Linked DNA regions of Mus musculus: regions 2 and 3 are each linked to region 1. The links are chromatin contacts, called in public promoter capture Hi-C maps. All regions are on one chromosome and are shown on one strand. Each heading gives the region's core, a stretch centred on a gene start, on an enhancer-like site or on the middle of the called end of the contact. The rest is flanking DNA. Distances are from core to core; before and after follow the strand shown. Region 1 holds the start of Rtl8a (retrotransposon Gag like 8A). Region 2 holds the start of Hprt (hypoxanthine guanine phosphoribosyl transferase). Region 3 holds the start of C430049B03Rik (RIKEN cDNA C430049B03 gene).

Evidence for each region. Promoter capture Hi-C pulls out the DNA fragments that hold promoters and counts their contacts.
Region 2: a promoter capture Hi-C map of pre-B cells shows a contact between it and region 1, with 2.4 times the contacts expected there. The contact joins the promoter of Hprt here to the promoter of Rtl8a in region 1. A contact is called at or near these places in 2 of 39 promoter capture datasets (cranial neural crest and pre-B cells).
Region 3: a contact with region 1 is called in a promoter capture Hi-C map of pre-B cells. The contact joins the promoter of C430049B03Rik here to the promoter of Rtl8a in region 1. A contact is called at or near these places in 4 of 39 promoter capture datasets (cranial neural crest, maxillary cranial neural crest, pre-B cells and 1 more).

What each region holds. Positions count from the first base shown.
Region 1 is chrX:53,642,158-53,645,322 of GRCm38.p6, forward strand. Rtl8a (retrotransposon Gag like 8A) reads right to left here and starts at 1,606. Exons shown (of 1, transcript NM_024170.2): 1 at 331-1,606. The coding sequence starts at 1,464. The coding sequence ends at 1,123.
Region 2 is chrX:52,986,437-52,989,601 of GRCm38.p6, forward strand. It overlaps Hprt (hypoxanthine guanine phosphoribosyl transferase), which reads left to right and starts at 1,642. Exons shown (of 9, transcript NM_013556.2): 1 at 1,642-1,814. The coding sequence starts at 1,788.
Region 3 is chrX:53,055,732-53,058,896 of GRCm38.p6, forward strand. It overlaps C430049B03Rik (RIKEN cDNA C430049B03 gene), which reads right to left and starts at 1,459. Exons shown (of 4, transcript NR_038185.1): 1 at 1,267-1,459; 2 at 927-1,038; 3 at 411-433.

The DNA of each region.
Region 1 (3,165 bases), core at 356-2,855:
ACTTTGATATACATTCACTGACAGCAAAGTGGTATTTGTGCTTAACACTAACTAGGGAATTCCATGCTAACTTTGTTTTTGAACTCAGGAGTCTTTTCTAAGAAATCCTCTGGATCATAAAAATCACATTGCTCTACCCTGATCTGAATTAAAGATTTACGTTGTGGCTTTAAGCAGTATCACAAACAGATTTTACCTTAGAGAGTAACATAAGTGACTGAATAGCAGGGCACAATCACCACCTCTTGAACATGGACCCCACCTACAGACACCTGCAGGGGTTAAGGTTGTGGGGAGGGGTGGTAGGATGCTATACTAAGTAAGACTCCATTTCCTTTTAAATAGCATCTGATGTTTATTCAACGTGAGGAAAAGGCTTCTGTACAGGTAGAGCAGACAAGAAGGAAAGAGCACAGGGGCTACTGTGTTGGAAAAGGCATACACATCAGAGAAAGAGCTGCAAGCTGGTTTCTCAGGAAAACCAGCTAGTCCACAAGACAAAATGGGAGACAGCAGGTTTCTGGGAGCAGGGAGGGGAAGGGTCCCGCTGAAGGTGAATCAATGTCCATGGGCCGTGGGCAGCCCAGGTACCTCCCAGGTGAGTCCGGATCAGTTAAGGGCAGCAGCCAGTCCACAGATGGGTTGTGCAGGGGCTTGAAATGGCAGCGTCAGCACAGGCCTTATGGGCAGAAGCTTGCAGTCTGTCCACCAGATAGAAAGCAGTGGACAGCATGACATGTCCATCAGGTGGCAGGTGATCTGTCCATTAGGTGACAGGAGCCCATCTTGCAGCTGGAGCCTGGGACAGTGTCCAAACCTGCCAGGGATGGGCTGAGCTGTCAACAGTGGGAGGCCTTGTGCTCTCCAGAGCCAGGCCCAGCAGGGACAGCAGCAGGGGCCTGGGGAGCTATTCCTGGAACAAAGGCTAGGACACAGGAGGAGACAGGGGCGCGCGCATGCGAGATCTCCAGGCAGGGCGGGCGCGGGAGGTGGGGGAGTTCTCGGGGTAGGAGGGGGGCCCGGGGGGAGGGCGCACTCGGCGACCCCGGCTGCAGCCACAGGACAACACAGCAGCAGCCCACCCTCCCGGAGCCCCAACCCCAGGCCAGGCTTGCCAGAGGCCTAGAAGTCCTCATCCTCCTCCCACCCGAACACCCGCTTCATCTCATTCAGGAAGCCGTTGTAATCATTGAGCAGGGGGCTGTCGATCTTGATGTAGGGGATCACCCACTGCAGGGCCCGGCCCTTGAGGCGGGTGATGAGGAACGTCACCTTGAGCTCGTCGGTGTCGAAGGTCCTGTCGTCCACCAACATGTAGGAGCCGGTCTGCACGATGAACTCCGGGAGCTTGTCCATCTCGCCATCAAACAGCTCTGGAAACGGGATGGGGTTCCGCCGACGGCGCCGCCTGTTGTGCCTGAGCATGTAGGCCTTCGGCCTCTTTACCTTGCCTTGGCCTTCCATGACGCTGCGCTCTCTGGGCTGATCTAGTCGCTTGGTGGCCGGGCTGGCTGGAGGCTCTCCGGACTCTTGATGGGGTCAGCTGTGCTTTGCTGGATCTGCAGAGCACAGAGATTGTCAATTACAAAGGCGTCGCCGGAAGTGCGTAGGAGAAGAGGCGTGCCCAAGGTCTCGGGAAGGGGGCGTGGCCTTTGAGCGGGACATTGGGCCAACTTTAGATCTATAGTGATCTCAGCCCACAGGGTTGTGAGCTATTTCAGGCGCCAGTCCAAGAGAAGCATTAATAGGGTTAGTGGAGCAAAGTAATTTGTGCCCAAGACTTTCACCAAGGTAGTGTGGGGCCAATGTGGTCTCTCATTCTGTAATCCCAGCATTTCAGAGGCTGGGGTAGGAGGATTATCATGATTTAAGGTCACTCTGTCTACAGAATGGAACCCTTGTTTCAGATGAGGAAAAATTGCAGCGACTATAACTCGAAGGGCTTTCCTGGCTTGCTTAAGACCCTTTAGTTCATTGTCTAGTTCCCTGCTTTGTGGTGTGTAGGGGCGATCACAGGATGGCCTTAGTTTCCCTAGGGGAGTGTACCTTGGAACTTTGCATTAAGATCACAACTGATTCTACTGTTTTGGAGAGCATGCATATATCTGGAATTAATTTACTCTATTGTGAGTATTCCCATCTTATGCTGTTTTACCTTATGGGTTCCTTCAAACAGCCCAGCCCTTGACACATTGTTTTTGGAAATTTTCCTCAATGGTTTTCTAATATGTTCCTCAGTATAACTTAATCTATGTGATGATGCCTTATAATTAAAATTGCTGACTTTTACTTGGCACATCACTGAAAAGCTATGTCTCTGTGTGCTGTGGAAGTTTGTTCCTGGTATCTATATTTTATTATTTATTGATTTATTTTTGAAGTAGCATCTTTCCTTGTGTCCCAGGCTTGTACTTTCAGTAGTCCTGCCTCACCCTCCCAAGTTCTGGGATTCCAGGTGTGAGTTTCCATGCCAAGCTTTGGTATGGCTTTTAGGAGAGTAAAACAGTATTGGGAAGGGATGTTCCATTATGGATCCTTAAAGGATAAGCCCTTCCCTGTTCATTTTCAAGTTGGCATAACTCAGTTCATTGTGGTTGCATAAACTGAGACATTTTCTTGCTCTATAAATTACAGACCATAACATAATAAGCTTCTTCAATCTCCTTCTAGTATCATGAGTTCTTGTGGTTAGATCATCCAGGATTATCTTTTTAAAATTCATTTGATTTTTTTTAACCTATAGTTCTATAATTTTAATTCCTACTTGCATTATATGCCCCTTTTCTGAGGATTAGGACACAGGTAACTCTGGGGCAAAGTTATTCTATATTCCTTTGTATAAAGACTTATTTCTTACTGATTTTTCCTTGATAAATTGAGCTTGTAGCAGGCATGATGGGTTTTACCTGGTACTCCACTGAGAAGAAATAAAAGCTGAAGCAACTTCAGGTAGAGACAAGGCCAGATTACATAATTAGACTATCTCAACCAAAGCAAATGCTGGGTCAGTGAAATGACTTAAGTAAAAGTGCTTTGACCCCTACAAGCTCCCCACGTGTATGCCTGTCCTCCAACATACTATACATACATATACAATAACAATATAAATACAATATATAATATATAATATATATGCAAATGCTGAGCTTAAATATAGCTCAGTTG
Region 2 (3,165 bases), core at 392-2,891, 660 kb before region 1:
CAAATGGAGATATTGACAGTAGCATTAGGGGCAAGCAACTGCTGGCTGCTTTTGAAAATAGAGGACGATTTTGTTTTCTGATTTCACATTGGATAGTCAGATGTCTATAATCCCAGTACTTGGGAGATGGAGACAAGAGGAACAGGGGTTCCAGGCCATACTCAGCAACAAAGTAAGTTTGTGGCCAGCTTGGGCTATAGAAGGACCTGTCTTAAAAAACAGACCTGTCTTAAAAAATATCTAATAGGTAAACAAAATATAAAACAAATTCCATGCAGGAAATTGTGGAGAAAAAAATAAATATGAATAACAGCCACAGTTCCCATACATTGTGTACTTTTATATTGTGTCCCATATGTATGCTCGCTCAAATGTATGTGTGCAATCCTTTAATTCCCCCATATTCCCATCAAGTACGGTTAATATGCTTACTTTATCTATTTATTTGTTTATTCATTCTTTTTTTGTTGTTGTTGTATAAGATTGAACCCAGAAGCCGGGCGCGGTGGCACACGCCTTTAATCCCAGCACTCGGGAGGCAGAGGCAGCCGGATTTCTGAGTTCAAGGCCAGCCTGGTCTACAAAGTGAGTTCCAGGACAGCCAGGGCTATACAGAGAAACCCTGTCTCAAAAAAAAACCAAAAAAAAAAAAAAAAAAGATTGAACCCAGAGCCTCTTAGAGCCCAAATGTACTACTGCTCTGCTCTCTTCCTGGCTCTTTTATTTTTTCAAACACTAGTCAGTCAGTTTGTTCGTTCGTTGGTTAGTTAGTTAGTTAGTTGTTTTTCAGCCAGGGTCTCACTTTGTAATGCAGGCTCGTCTGGAATTCACAGTTGTAATTCTCCTACCTCTGTAGTGCTGGGATTACACATATGTGTCGCCACACCTGACTAAAATCAACATGTAAGAAATGGCATCTTATTTGGTAATATATGAATCTCTATCAGCATTTCTTTTGTGTGTGTTGCAGTCATGTGCAAGATGTCTTTCTCCATCCCTATTCCACCTTAACAATTTTTATTTTGAAGCAAGATCTTAATTGTCTGGGTAGGTCGAATATGTATGTGATTCTCCTTTCTTGGTAGCTGGGCATAAAAGCCTTTTTTTTTTTTTTAAACCATACTTGGCTTAAAATGCTCATTTTATGTAAAGGCAAAAAGCATTTTAGGGTCTATTTCTCCTAAGGTTACTAAGTAGTTTATTTTTCCTTTTGGATTGGTACTCCACTTTGTAGACCAGACTGGCCTTGAACTCAGAAATCCGCCTGCCTCTGCCTCCTAAATGCTGGGATTAAAGGCGTGCGCCACCACCGCCCGGCTGGATCTCAAATCTTATGACTAAGTAAAAATTTGTGAAAGAACTGGGCCTAAATCTTGAGGAATCACATCATGATTTAGAGCTGTTTAGACTCATGAGGAGGGAGAAAAATGCGGAGTGATTATCTGGGAATCCTCTGGGAGACGACAGAGGGCCTGGGGGCTGCGGTATGGCCAGTACCATTTTCTTCAGAAAGAAAATTATCAGGCCCACCTAGTCAGATAAGAGTTCCGGAACTGCCTTTGGTGGCGCGCGCGCGGGAGAACGCCCAGCGGAGCCTCCGGGGACGGAGCCTGGGCGGGCCGAGAGGGCGGGCCGAGGGGCGGAGCCTGGCCGGCAGCGTTTCTGAGCCATTGCTGAGGCGGCGAGGGAGAGCGTTGGGCTTACCTCACTGCTTTCCGGAGCGGTAGCACCTCCTCCGCCGGCTTCCTCCTCAGACCGCTTTTTGCCGCGAGCCGACCGGTCCCGTCATGCCGACCCGCAGTCCCAGCGTCGTGGTGAGCCAAGGGGACTCCAGCAGAGCCCCACAGCCGGGCCCCATGCGCCCGGTGGCACAGTGACGCAGGCCGGAGCCCTGAGGCTCCCGAGGCCCGCTCTGGGCGCTGGGGCGGCCGGGACTCTTTGATGGCGGGGGCGGTCAGGGATTCCTGGAGTCTGGCTAGATGCCCCATGAGGGCGGCGGGCAGGACGGGATGGCGGGGTTCGGGGGTGGGGATGCCCCTCCAGTGAGCCCCGACAGAGAGAGAGGGCAGGCTGCGTGTGGACCAGGAAGGTGGCAATGGCGTTGGACTTGACATGTGCGGCCGGCGGACGCGCGCGGTGGCAAGCGGCGGAGGGCGGCTTCAGGAAGGATCAGGCGCGGGGAGGGCGGGGGAGCTCTCCTGGGAGAGGCCCAGCTCTACAAGTTTGGGGTTTGGCGGCCAGGGAACACCTCTAGAAGGAGCTTCGGTTCCCAAGACGACCGCATGAGAGGGCATGTTCAGGCCTGGACTTTGCCCCTAATTCTGCAGATGCCATAATTCATATTTGTGGGAATGCGCAATCACTCCGTTGAATCAGCGCTGCGGCCCAGGCAGTGAAAATCACGCCTATTTTCCACCTGAAGAGTGGAAAGGCGGCTCGTTTTTTGTTTTGTTTTGTTTTGTTTTTTTACCCCCCCATGGCCCAGAATAATGGGCTTTGGCTTCAGATACACTTGACTTGGGAGCCCATGCCCTTGGATGCTGTGGGAATTTAAAAAAAAAAAAAAGTATGGATTTGGTTGTTACGTTGGATGACTTTTTTCCACACTCATCTTCAGATATCCTGCCTTTTCTCCCATTGGCTCAATTTTTTCTAACCTGCCAAGCTCTGTCTCCCCTATCAATCCCAACGCCATAACCTTGCTGATCATGCTTGCTAGAACATCCCATAGCTCCTGCTTCTGATTAACGACTTTAGCCTGCTCTATTCTTATTCTTGCCTCTGGTACTCCTTAAATGTCATATTATGCTTTATATACTACAGATTTAGCAGGTATCTGGTTACTTGTTGGTTGACTTTCCCACTCACACGTACTTTATCTTGATGTTTTCAGGCAGGGTCTTACTATGTAGCTCTGTCTGGTCTGTAATTGGTAATGTAGACCATCAAGCTGGCCATGAACTTGTGACAGTCATCCTGACTCTTGCCTCCCAAATGTTGCATCACTGAGTCTTGCTGGTTTTTTAAAAATTCATTTTAGGGAATGAACCCTTGTTCTACTGGGTAAGCAAGCTCTCTACTCTACTGGGCCAAAAGCCAGGCCCCTAAACAAGCCTCAGCTTTAGGTATAGCACAATGTCTGGTTTGTGGCAAGTTTTCACTAAT
Region 3 (3,165 bases), core at 209-2,708, 590 kb before region 1:
TTCATCTCTAGATTATCCTTCATCCATTTCTTTTCTTCCCATCACTCTACAACGACTTATATCCTTAAAAAGCCATCTCACTCCCTGGGTTTGTGTATTTCCCCTTGGGCTTAACTTTACTTACGAAAAGAGAGCACAAAGAGATGTCTGGTCACTTCTAGAGAGGGTCATTCGCTGATACAATAGACAAAGAATCAATACTTTAGGGTTACCATGGCCCCACCCACTTCAGAACCACGACGGGTCAAAATGGCCCCACCCACTTCAGAACTGCGAAGGGTTTGGCCAAATGATTTAAGAGCCAAAGACTAAGCCTCTTCCTCTCTTCCCAGTTGAGAACGTTTTGTCTTTTAATGTTGCAGATGCCATGCGCCCCCACACCCAAAACATGATGCACAGGTCCTCCGCACCTTCCAGCCAAACTTTTCCAATACTGGAAAAAAAAAAAAAACAACTAAACAACCTTGAAAAGTTTTAATTAGCGAGAGACAATGGAAAACGAATTTTACGGTTCTTTCCAGGACATTCTTTACTGCTTACAAATGAGTGGCCCAAAGTCCCATTTACAGTCTGTCAAAACTAGTTGCTCCCCACCCTGGCAAGGCTGACAGCCTGAGGCTGCCCGCCCCTCACTCATTTCTCTCTCCCCACCCCTCCCCGTTTACTCTTCTCAGTCCACTTTCTGAGAAGTTCCCTGGCCACACTCACTTGCTAGACATTTTAAAGATCTGTCCTCCCCCCACCACGACCCCCGGACACGCTTTCCACCCCCACACCCCACCCAGCGCGACGCATAACATTTTTTTGAGAATTATCCCCGTATCTGTTACAGTCTGTAGTGACCAGAGACATAGTTGGGGGCGGGGGGAGGCGGGCCAAAAAGTTCCCTTCCCCCTCGTTTTTTTCTTTTTTAGATTCTAAGTCACCTCTCACTCCACTCGAAAATGGCGCCGAAATCGTAGAACTTCTTAAATTTCATTGTAAGCTTTTTGCAAAGGTTTCTGGGATTTTCCTGCGAAGCTGCTCCTCAGCGTCGACCTAGAAAACAAGCCGGGGAAGCTAGAGAGAGGAAGGAAAAGGCGGGCGGGGAGGCGGACAGACAGACGGACAGCGAGAGAGAAAGGGCGGAGGGGTGTGGCGAGGTTGTGAGGTTAGAAGAGCGAGTCGCGGAGACTTGGGAGGGCGCGAGGTGGCGGTGGTGCGGGACATCGAGGGACAGAGGGACGGACAGCCGGGGAACCGGGGTTCGCGGGGCGAGGGGCTCACAGAGAGGCGTGGCGGAGAAGAACCGGAGCCGGGACGGAGCTGGGCTGGAACCGGGCTGGAATCGGGCTGGAACCGGGCTGGAATCGGGCTGGAATCCGGCTGGAATCGGGTTGGAGCGGTGCTGGAGCCGGCGGAGCTGGCGGAGTTGGGCTGGAGCCGAGCGCACCCCAAGAGGCGAGCGGGAGCAGCCAGCGCCCAGTGGTCCGCAGCAGCCCTAGAAAAAGCCGGCCCGGGGGGCGTGGCCATGCGCTGCTCCGCGCCCCGCCCAACCATTCGCCCGCTCGCTCGGAGGCCCCGGAGCGGAAGGGGGGAGGGGGGAGGCCGTGCGGACACGCAGAGCCACAGCCTTGGCCTGCAGCCAGGAAGGGCCGGGAAGGACACGGGGAGCCTGGAGTGGCCACGTACAGAGAGCCTCATAGCCGCGGGTGCAGGAGACAAAAACCAGGGAGAAAGGGGAAAGGGGAAAAGCGGGAAGGGAAGCAACCAAGCTCCAGCTCAAAGACCCATGCCACAAATGACACTCTAAAGTCACTAGGGCCCAAGTCTTTGGGGCTACCAGGAGGGTACAGGGCGGCTAAGCCAAGCCTCTTAGGACTATTTTTCTTGGGGGTGCCTGAAACAGGATGAGGAAACAAGGGACCCTCAGATTGCAGAAGGGAAGTGCTAGGCGCGCGAGTGTGCCCAGGCTCTGTTGAGTCTTCTGTGCTCTGGCCTCTCTGCCAAACTCTCCCTCAGGTAGAGGACTCCCTTAGGTCCTGGCGGTCCACTTTAGGGGTGGGCATGACACTGAGGCAGGGAACGACAGTTTACTTATACATGTCCAGTCCAAGAAGGAAAGTCTTTACTACTTAAGTTTTGAGTCTGGAGTAGGGAAAGAAAGGGAGTCTTTCTTCTGTATGCTGGATATCTTTAGGGACGGCGCTGTTTACCAGGGAGGTATGAGAACGGTGTTGAAGTTAATAGCAGGGTGTCCAGGGTGACAAGAACTGTGCCTAAGTGTAAAGAGATGAAGTATAAGAGTGATTATGATTTTCAAATGATGCCGCTGACCCAGACAGGCACTCAGAGAGAAGGGGGAACGGGAATGGATTTCAAGGAGCTAACATGAGGTTGCATCTGGGTGGGGAGTCAATAGTCTTTCATTGCACCGCGTTCGCAACTTTCTTGTATATTTGCAAAACGTCACAATAACACAAAGCTGGAAAAACCAGGCATGGTAGCACATGGACCAGTAGAGTCCAGCACTCGGAGGAGGCAGGAGAAACAGAAGTTTAAGGGCGTCCTTGGCTACATAGCAAGTTCGAGGACAGTCTGAGCTTTGTGAAAGACTCAAAAAAAAAAAAAAATCTGGGAGAAATCCCTTATAAAATAGAGCCTGGATGTTAAAAAATAAATAAATAAACTCAGCGTCTCTCTTCCCACCTTTCTTGGGTTGCAGACATCTTTGAGAGAGTGGGATGTAAACTCAGATAGGATTTGGACGGGAAGGGTTTCGCTGGCCTGCAGCAGCTTACACACCCGGGCTCCAAAAGAGACCACAGGGGCAGGTGGAGTGCTGGGTACAAGGCGCTATGTGGGAGCTACTTAGCGCGTTCACTCCGTGACTCTGAAGGAGAGGCTGTTGCCTTAGCAGCTCTTGGCTAAACCTCTACTCCAGCCACCTCTTGTCTAGTCTGGGACTTAGTGGGTTCCTTGGCGCCCTTGACTAGCGAGGACATCTGGGCGTCTGCGAATATCCAGCAGTTGAGCAGCACGCTGGTAGCTGCGGTGCAGCCGCGGGGTCCTCCATGCTCCCAGAGTCAAGCCTAAGTTTTATTTCAGAGGGTAGAAGGCGTGCGGGATAGTTTGGAACCTCAGGAGGGAGCGGGGACAACTACAACAAAACCCACCAGGTGTCAA